Regions from separate parts of the Mus musculus genome. Here all the other regions are linked to region 2. A link is a contact called in public Hi-C and Micro-C data. All regions are on one chromosome and are shown on one strand. The core of a region is the stretch at or near the end of the contact, and the rest is flanking DNA. Distances in the headings are between cores, read along the strand shown.

Region 1 (2,700 bases), core at 38-2,537, 230 kb after region 2:
AGAAAAAAGTTGCATAATATTGAGAAAGAGGGAAGATACCGAGAGATCTACTAAATCTTGGTAAGAGTTGCCCTGTGTATGATACAAAATACATAAAGATATTAATATGACAATATCTTATAGCAACTGTCAATAAATAGTAAAATATTAAAAACTCATCATTCTCAGTTGCTATAACACACAAAATGAACGCTAAACAATGCAGGTTTAACCAAACTCAATGAGGGGTTTTAACCTAGTAGGACCTAGATATCTACATTTTTTAAGGTATTTATTATTTCTGAAATGAAATTTCTTAAGGAACTCAGAAGCTAACTTTAGATTACATGCCATTATCTGCAACCTGAATTCTTTAAAGATCCCAGTTGGAACAAGTTGTTACGATGAACACAACAGCTGCTGAGTAATCCATTAGACAGAGTGGGAAATGGAGTACACTCTTCCAAAGAAAACCCTGACTCCCAGACCCTGCCAAGACCTCCTGACTCCTGTTCTATGGATAGGACCTAGAATCCATATTTTCACAGGCTCTCAAAGTGAGTTAACCTTGAAAGCCAGATGTGCAGTCAACCAGTTCTCGAACTACAACACGTAGTCCCAAGTGTCCACTGGAATGACTGTTCAGAAGCAGGTCGCAGGCCTCAAGCTGCTGAGTCCCTGACTCAGTCGGTATAGGCTGGGCCTATTAACATGATTTAACAATGAATCCCTGGCCAAGCTGGTGCTGGTGGTCCAGAGTTCACCCAAGGATCTACTCACTACACTGTCCATTTCATAGATCAAGGCCTCCACAAGGCCTTGTACAGAACAGAGAGCAGACAGCTCAAGACTGTGAGAAAACAAAAACAAAAACAAAAACACAGTCATATGTATTTTTAATACCCAGTCTAAGAGACAAAATGGGTCCTTTCTCTTAAAAACTAAAGCAAAGTGGACTTTAATCCAAACTGAAGGCCATTTCTAAAGACTACTAGAAAATGTCTTAGGAGAAATTTTCTGACTCATTCAGTAAAGACTTTAGCTGTAATTCTAAAGGCACCATTCTGAGAGAAGGTGTTGCCATTTATAAGTCTCGGGTACAAAACACTCAGCCAAGAGCCTAAGAACACACGGCTTTTTAATAGAGCTTAACCAGAAGAGAATGTCCCCACATCTTCCTGGAGTCGGCCCATAGGATGAAGCGGCTGGATGCTGAGCATCTTATGAGCATCTTAGTGGGAGAGGCTACTGCTGCTGAAAACAGCAACTTTAGACAAAGTCTGCGGCAAGCTCTCCTCTGCTAAATGAGCTGGCCAGAAGGTCTGAGGTCTCCTACATTCATATCCTGTTCACGAGCCTGAGATCATATCACAGCTCAACTGGAAAAGGAAATTCTAACTTACACAAAGGCTTTTTTTTTAAGTTATTAGGTTGTAATTTTAAAAGAAGACAGGAAATTGTAGAGATGGGCAGCTTTTTTTTTTTTTTTTTTTTTTTTTTGTCATTTGCAGATGGCATGTGATCTGTGGAAAGATGGCTCCTATATGCCGTGTTCTTCCTGGAGCGGCTGCATCGATCCTTAAGAACAGTCAAGTCTAACAGCTTTCACACCAGCTCAACACAGAGATAGTTCATTAGCATCAACAGCTGTAGTTAATCAATAAGGCTTGCAAACTTCCGAGTAAAGACGACATCATCCCCAATTTACCACAGAGCACACCCAATTTCTAGTAAAAATACAGATAAGCAAAAACAAAAAGACAAAAACCTCCAAACAGCCCAAAGTCACGAACAGTGATTGAGAGGGACCTGGGAAGACGGTGACTACAGCGCAGAAGGAGACAAATTAACAACAGACAACGTTCCATGGGAGCTACAGTTGCCGAGAAGAAAGAACAGCTGGATCAGAAGGGTCAGCCCTCCCCCTCCCCCTCTCCACCTTACTCGCCAGAATATGAGTCTCTCCCAGAGAAAACCATGAGGAGCGTCCGCCTATGCTGCTCTGCTACCTGTAGGCATGGCCAGCTAGCTTCTTATTAGTGCATTTGCACTGCCCTGGCCTCCACCATTGCCTAAGTGGCCTCTACAACAAGCAGATTTCTCATTGTTCTGAAGATCAGAAGTCTATGATCCATCGACACTAACAGCAGAGATGGGTACTGGTATGAGACCTTCCGCCTAACCACTGAATTCTCACAATTCACACAAAACAAAGAGGACACTCAGGACCCACCTTTTATAAAGTCACCACCACTCATGAAGGTTCCACTCTCCTGACTTAATCACCATCTCCTAATGTAATTACCCTGGGGATTAGAATTTCAACATAGGAATCCAGGAGATGAGAAAGACAAACATTAGCTTATTCTCCCTTCTCTGACCAGTATCAAAGTTTCTCTCCTAAGTCAGTAAGCACCACAAATCATCCATTGGTCCATAGGCTCCTGAACATGCTGGGTTGTGTACAGGAAGAAGATGATTATAACTCCAGAACAATGGGACCCTCCTTGATAAGAGGCCTTGATAGGAAAACAGAGCTAGGGGGTCTCTCCTGGTTTAGTAGTCAGGTGACAGGGCCTACACGGCATCATCTTTGCCAGCAGGGCAAGCTGTTCACTGCACAGGACCACCAGCCTAAGTGTGAGAGGCAGATCCACCCAAAAGACCCCCATTAATCCCAGAGGCTAGGATTTCACTGCCAACAATGGAACACAGTTTTAA
Region 2 (2,700 bases), core at 75-2,574:
TGTATATGAACTACATTTAAGATGGTTTTACAAAATGAAAATTGGAGACTCGAAGTTTTGCCTTCATTACTATGGTTTGCAGCTGTGATATGTAGTCACCTAGGAGACACACCTCTGACCATGTCTGCAAAGATGTGTCCAGAAAGGTGAAGGAGGGAAGACCTACCCCAAATGTGGGTGCCATCATTGCATGGGTTTTGGCCCTGGATAAATCAAAAAAGAGAAAGAAGAAAGCAAGTTGAACACAACCTTTAGCTGTCTCTGCTTGCTAAGTGTGAATGCAGTGTGACCAGATGTTCTCTCTCTCTCTCTCTCTCTCTCTCTCTCTCTCTCTCTCTGACTTAGATCCTATCAACAATGTATAAATGTTCTTTTCCTCCGTCTTCTTGTTAACACCTGTTACAGTAATTGCTATAATTTGGAATGGAAACTAGGTAGTTTCCATCATAACAGTGAACAAATTCATAACAATAAAAGAAGTCATGAATACAGTATGCTTTCATGAACATTACTTCAGCACCATCTTAAGGTTGCATCCTACTGGAAGATCCTACTGGAAGAACTGGTGCAGCCAGCCTTTATGTTTCAGGGGTAGGTGGTAGGTATGGTTTCATGCAGTCGACCACAAATGTGGGAAGATATCAGCCCTCTAGTCAGTTAGGGTTGCTTGGAAACAATTCACTGCCAGCAGGCCATCAAATATGATACAGACTAGTAAGAAACCTGGATCATAAAAGACGAAGCTAGAGAGACAAGTAGATGCCAGCGAGTCCCCTTATGTCACAGCAGAGAGGATTGCATGTATTTTTATGTGACAAGAAATCACTGCAGCCTTTGGGACAGGAGAGGCTATCTCATGTTCATAATATCCCAGGGATAAAAGTGTAAGACTTGTAATGATTGCCTAAGAAACAGGTTAGTCATACCTTACTAGAGCAGGGGAAAAGGGGAAGAATTCAAGGAACGTGTAGGGGTTGAAATCCGGAGCAGCTGGGCTAGGCTGGCCATCAGCTGGGAGTCAGGTGAGCGATGAAGAAAGTCAAAATTAGTTTGATCCAGATTCCTCATTTGAGTGCAGGAGAGGTGGGGGATGGACCTCGCATTAGGAACGCTGGAGCTCAGGGAAAGCAATGATGGCCGAGAAAGGCATCTGGTATTGTCCTTCTGCCACCGTCTTAAAAGGGATTCTGAAGGGATTTTCTTTCCCTTGTTCCTCCAGCCCTCCACTTGCATTACTGGCCTGAGTGAGTTCTCCCCAGCTGGCCACGTCCATCATTACAGCCAGGTTTGAGGATTCCTGATTCTACTTAGAGCCGGTGGCGCTGCAGACACAAACAGTCCTTAGCGGACAACTCTATTGTAACAAACCATGCTTTAAAATGTAAACCCGGGAGCGTGTTTTTTGTTTTTTTTTTTTTTTTTTTTTTCCTCACGTTGTCCAGAAGCAACCTTTCTTCCTGAGCCTGGATTAATCATGAGAGAGCTTGTCAACATTCCACTGTTACAGATGCTCACCCTGGTTGCCTTCAGCGGGACTGAGAAACTTCCAAAAGGTTGGTCTGTACAATCTTGCCCTACAGTGCGTGTGAGCTTCATAGTGACTGATTCATTGTGTGATGTAGGGATAGAATGTATGGAGAGAGAGAGAGAGAGACACACAGAGAGAGAGAGAGACAGAGAGACAGACACACAGAGAGAGAGAAAGACGGGGAGAGACAGAGAGAGAGAGAGAAGCATATACAGACTGATTGGTTCTTCTCTGATGATAGTTCCCTTCTAAGTTCTACAATTAAACACAACATGATGTGTGCAGAGACCTCCCTTCTAGGGAGACATTACCAGGCAGACCATGAGTTAACCTAGGTCGGCTCTTTTTCTGTCAGACACTGGGGTGGTCTAAATGAACGATCAAAAACGTTCCATACAGGGCTTGCCAAGAATATAATCCACTCCATTTCCAGAAATCCAGAGTGTTTTGCTCCTGAGAAAAAGTCGTCTCTACTTTCAGTTTTGTTTTTTTTTTTTTTTTTTTTTTTTTTTTTTTTACCAAACTCTTAGTGAACATTTTAGTAGCTAGAAATCAGATCCAGAGAAAGACACACGGAAGACAAGTGCCAATAAAAGCCCAGAGACAACAGATTCTCCGTAACTTTGCTACTGGGGTCATGATTTGGGCTTGGCAAGTGGTTGCACTAGCTTTTTTTTTTTTCCAGTGCCTTTGGAATGTACCGGAAATAACACCACCTAAGGGGGAAAGCAACTTAAGAAAGTGACAAACACCTGTTGCAGCAGCAAGAATGTCCACAGAGCAGTGGTTTCTGGCCGAGAATTTTGAAAGCTAGAATCAGGAAGAGTGGAAAATACGTGATTTGCAAAGAGAAGGGAGCTTCAAGGCAGGGCATGAAAAAGCAGACTAAATGCTATCAGATGGTGCCATGAGAAAAAGTGTCCTACAACAGCGTTATGCAGAGTTCTAGATTTCAGTCAGATGGATTGTTTCCTGTTTCCACTGGGTTGCCAAAGTACTGAAAAATCTTATCTTGAATAATTAATGAATGGCATTTGTATGTACGTAGGAAGCACATCTTTAAATTTTATAGTTCACCTAAGGTTCTAGAACCCCGAGGCCATGGGTCTCACGTAACAGACAGCGTTCTTTCCAAACAATCGGATCCTATGGGTTTAGTTTTCTTGTTTATT
Region 3 (2,700 bases), core at 119-2,618, 180 kb after region 2:
AGAGGATGGCCCACTCCTTATATAGCCTGGGAAGAAGTAAACAGCCAGTGTCCCCTTCTCAACAAAGTTCCCAGGCAGAGATATATAACTGTTACTGGCTTAATTTAAAAAGGGGGGCATTGTGTTCTATCTCTTCCCGAGAGAAATAAAAGACTTTCAGAGAAATTCCCATGCCTCTAGGAGATTCTGTAACTTCTGAAGGTATTGCTGTAACCACTGAGTTGTATGTGACACACTTTCCTGAGGTGTCATAACTGGAGTGGTCATTTCAAATACTTTTGAGATCAACCTTCCTGTATGAAAATATGAGTTTGCATTGAAAGGAGTTGTTCGGGACTTAAGAATTTTATCTGTTTTGAGCCTTGTCCAGAAACTCTTCTTTCCATTTCTCTCCCCATCCTGTCTCTGTCTCTGTCTGTCTGTCTGTCTGTCTGTCTGTCTCTGAGTCTCTCTGTCTCTCTGTCTCTCTCTCTCTCAAAGCAGGTATGCAAACTGATATGCCTGGGACTGTCACAGGTACTCAATAGTTAAATGGAACCAAAAAAAACAATAGTGCCAATTTTTCTGGAAAAAGTAAAAAGTAGAATTTTTAAGTTGAAAAAAAAAAAAGTTGAATACCAGGCCATTTAAACCAAAGCTAGAGACTGGTGGCCCTGTCAGACTTGTGTGACTGACATATTCATGTCTGGGTGCCAACACAAAGACTCCACTACAGTAGGTCTGGGCAGAGACCCAGTACCCTTTAACAAGCATCCCGGTGACTCAGACGCAGGTGGTCCTTGGATCACACTTGGCAAAACCTTGATGTAGTGCAAGCCATCATGGAGTAGACAGGAAGTCGTCATGAAGGTTAAATGGACGATCTAACATCACTCCCCAGCAGGCGAAGAGCCTGGAGCTAGAATAGTTAGCATGTTTCTCACACCACGTGCCAAACGTTTTTAAAATTTTGGGTCACTGCCCTATATACTGTAAACTGTATATGAGCAGCTGCAAAAGTGCCCATCTTTGACACCCAGACAGCATCTCCTATAAAAAGACCATCCTTCCTGACCATCACACATGATCATTAGGGAAGTAGTTCCTATGTTTGGCTGATAACAGGACTGAATTTCAAAGAGATTAAGATTCTTGCTCAAAATTACCCTTGATAGTTTTGGGGGTTTTTGTTTAGTTTTGTTTTGTTTTGTTTGTTTGTTTGTTTGTTTTTGATGACACAAAGTTGGGTGGGTAAGGAAGGGGGTGAATCTGGGAGGCATGGGGGGGTGAGTGTAATAAAAACACATTGTAGGAAATTCTCAACTAAAGTAAAAGGGGAAGGGTTCTTGCTCAGAACCTTACCCATGTATGACAAAGTATGAGTCACTGAGTTCCAAAGACCAGTGAGTCCTTCGTGAGACCCGTCATCACCAATGTATGGTTTCAGAAACTCCCCTAAGACTAAAAATAAAACTTAACATTTGGTAGGGAAAAAATTAAAATAAAGCTGAAATTGAGCAAATGCCACACAATTTAGTATAATTTATATCAAAAATTAAATAAAAATAAAAATTCATAACAGTAAATGATTTAGTTGTGAAAATTTATATCAGAATGAATAAAAGTTTAAACATTGTCTTTGTATAACTTATTCGAGAAGATTTAACACCAAAAATTTCCTCAGTTCCATCAGAAAGGGTGACAGACTGAGAATGTTCTAAGTGTGGCTATGTGTTAAACTACTGAAAAGACGGAAGCCAACTTACAAAACACAGTGCAGAAAATAACCCCAACAAAATTCAATTACACGTGGATCAGCATTCAAATAGTCACACTTATGAAGATAGGGGAAAACCCTGTCATCAGCATCTAATTAAAACAGTGAGCCAAATTATTACACAACCAGATAAGCCATTCAGGATGTAACTACATATATGACTCATACATGTGGTCATACATAAATGACCACAGGAGAGTCAATAGTTGCCAAGGGACAGTACTGCCACTCTGTAACAGCAGCCACACAGTCTCACAGTATGCTACTGACTGAGCATAGCATATACATGGAAAAATATTTTCTGCTCCCATTTCCAACTTTAGTATGTACTGCTTCATGTGCAGACACATTAGTGACAGACTTCTTGCTCCAGAAGTGGTAAAATCCAGGTTGAACTAAATAAAATACTAGAAAATTCCAGTACAGAATGCCATCGGTCTTAGCACAGTACCACATCTGCACAATAATCTACAACACAACTGATTAATCACACCTTCTACTTCATTACCCATTTTAATAGCCATGCTCAGTCATTAGTGTTGTAAAGACTATGGGATAGATGCATAGTAGTGTTGATAGAAAGAATAGAAAGTGTTGGCAATGAAAATAATCTCTCCCCTTTACTAAAGGAGATAAAGATAGGGCTTCATCTCCACAACTATTTGGCTATTCAATAACACACACACACACACACACACATACACACACATCACACACCTAGATATACAACAAACACACCACACACATACACATACATACACACACATACATGTGCACTTACACTCTATACACACCGCACATACACATCACACACAACAAACACATACAACACACACATACATGTGCACTTACACTCTATACACACTGCACATACACATCACACACATGCATACACAACAAACACATACAACACACATATACAACACACACACACACACACACAC

Evidence for each region. Hi-C and Micro-C count contacts between places; a contact is called where the count stands out from the background.
Region 1: a Micro-C map of muscle stem cells shows a contact between it and region 2, with 2.8 times the contacts expected there. The contact joins the enhancer-like site here to the promoter of Musk in region 2. A contact is called at or near these places in 2 of 39 promoter capture datasets (frontonasal cranial neural crest and second pharyngeal arch cranial neural crest), 1 of 15 datasets of contacts at CTCF or cohesin (the NIH/3T3 cell line), 4 of 484 Hi-C or Micro-C datasets (bone marrow-derived macrophages, embryonic cerebral cortex, muscle stem cells and 1 more) and 2 of 9 other capture datasets (adipose tissue and liver).
Region 3: a contact with region 2 is called in a Hi-C map of muscle stem cells, with 2.4 times the contacts expected there. The contact joins the enhancer-like site here to the promoter of Musk in region 2. A contact is called at or near these places in 9 of 39 promoter capture datasets (the 3T3-L1 cell line, 3T3-L1-derived adipocytes, the HPC-7 cell line and 5 more), 1 of 15 datasets of contacts at CTCF or cohesin (the NIH/3T3 cell line), 8 of 484 Hi-C or Micro-C datasets (the C2C12 cell line, cortical neurons, cumulus cells and 3 more), 2 of 115 datasets of contacts at active chromatin or transcription factors (the NIH/3T3 cell line and fibro-adipogenic progenitors) and 2 of 9 other capture datasets (adipose tissue and macrophages).

What each region holds. Positions count from the first base shown.
Region 1 is chr4:58,519,429-58,522,128 of GRCm38.p6, forward strand. All of the region lies in intron 1 of Lpar1 (lysophosphatidic acid receptor 1), which reads right to left. Among named protein-coding and RNA genes, the nearest start is that of Lpar1, 33 kb to the right of the region's middle. Within about 2 kb of position 1,288, at least 12 of the 459 cell types and tissues checked have an H3K27ac peak or open chromatin away from gene starts, as enhancers often do. A contact at or near this core is called in muscle stem cells, where this site is marked.
Region 2 is chr4:58,284,638-58,287,337 of GRCm38.p6, forward strand. It overlaps Musk (muscle, skeletal, receptor tyrosine kinase), which reads left to right and starts at 1,325. Exons shown (of 15, transcript NM_001037129.1): 1 at 1,325-1,553. The coding sequence starts at 1,475.
Region 3 is chr4:58,468,488-58,471,187 of GRCm38.p6, forward strand. The region is part of intron 3 of Lpar1 (lysophosphatidic acid receptor 1); the gene reads right to left. Among named protein-coding and RNA genes, the nearest start is that of Mir3095, 29 kb to the left of the region's middle. Within about 2 kb of position 1,369, at least 51 of the 459 cell types and tissues checked have an H3K27ac peak or open chromatin away from gene starts, as enhancers often do. A contact at or near this core is called in the C2C12 cell line, the NIH/3T3 cell line, muscle stem cells and 1 more, where this site is marked.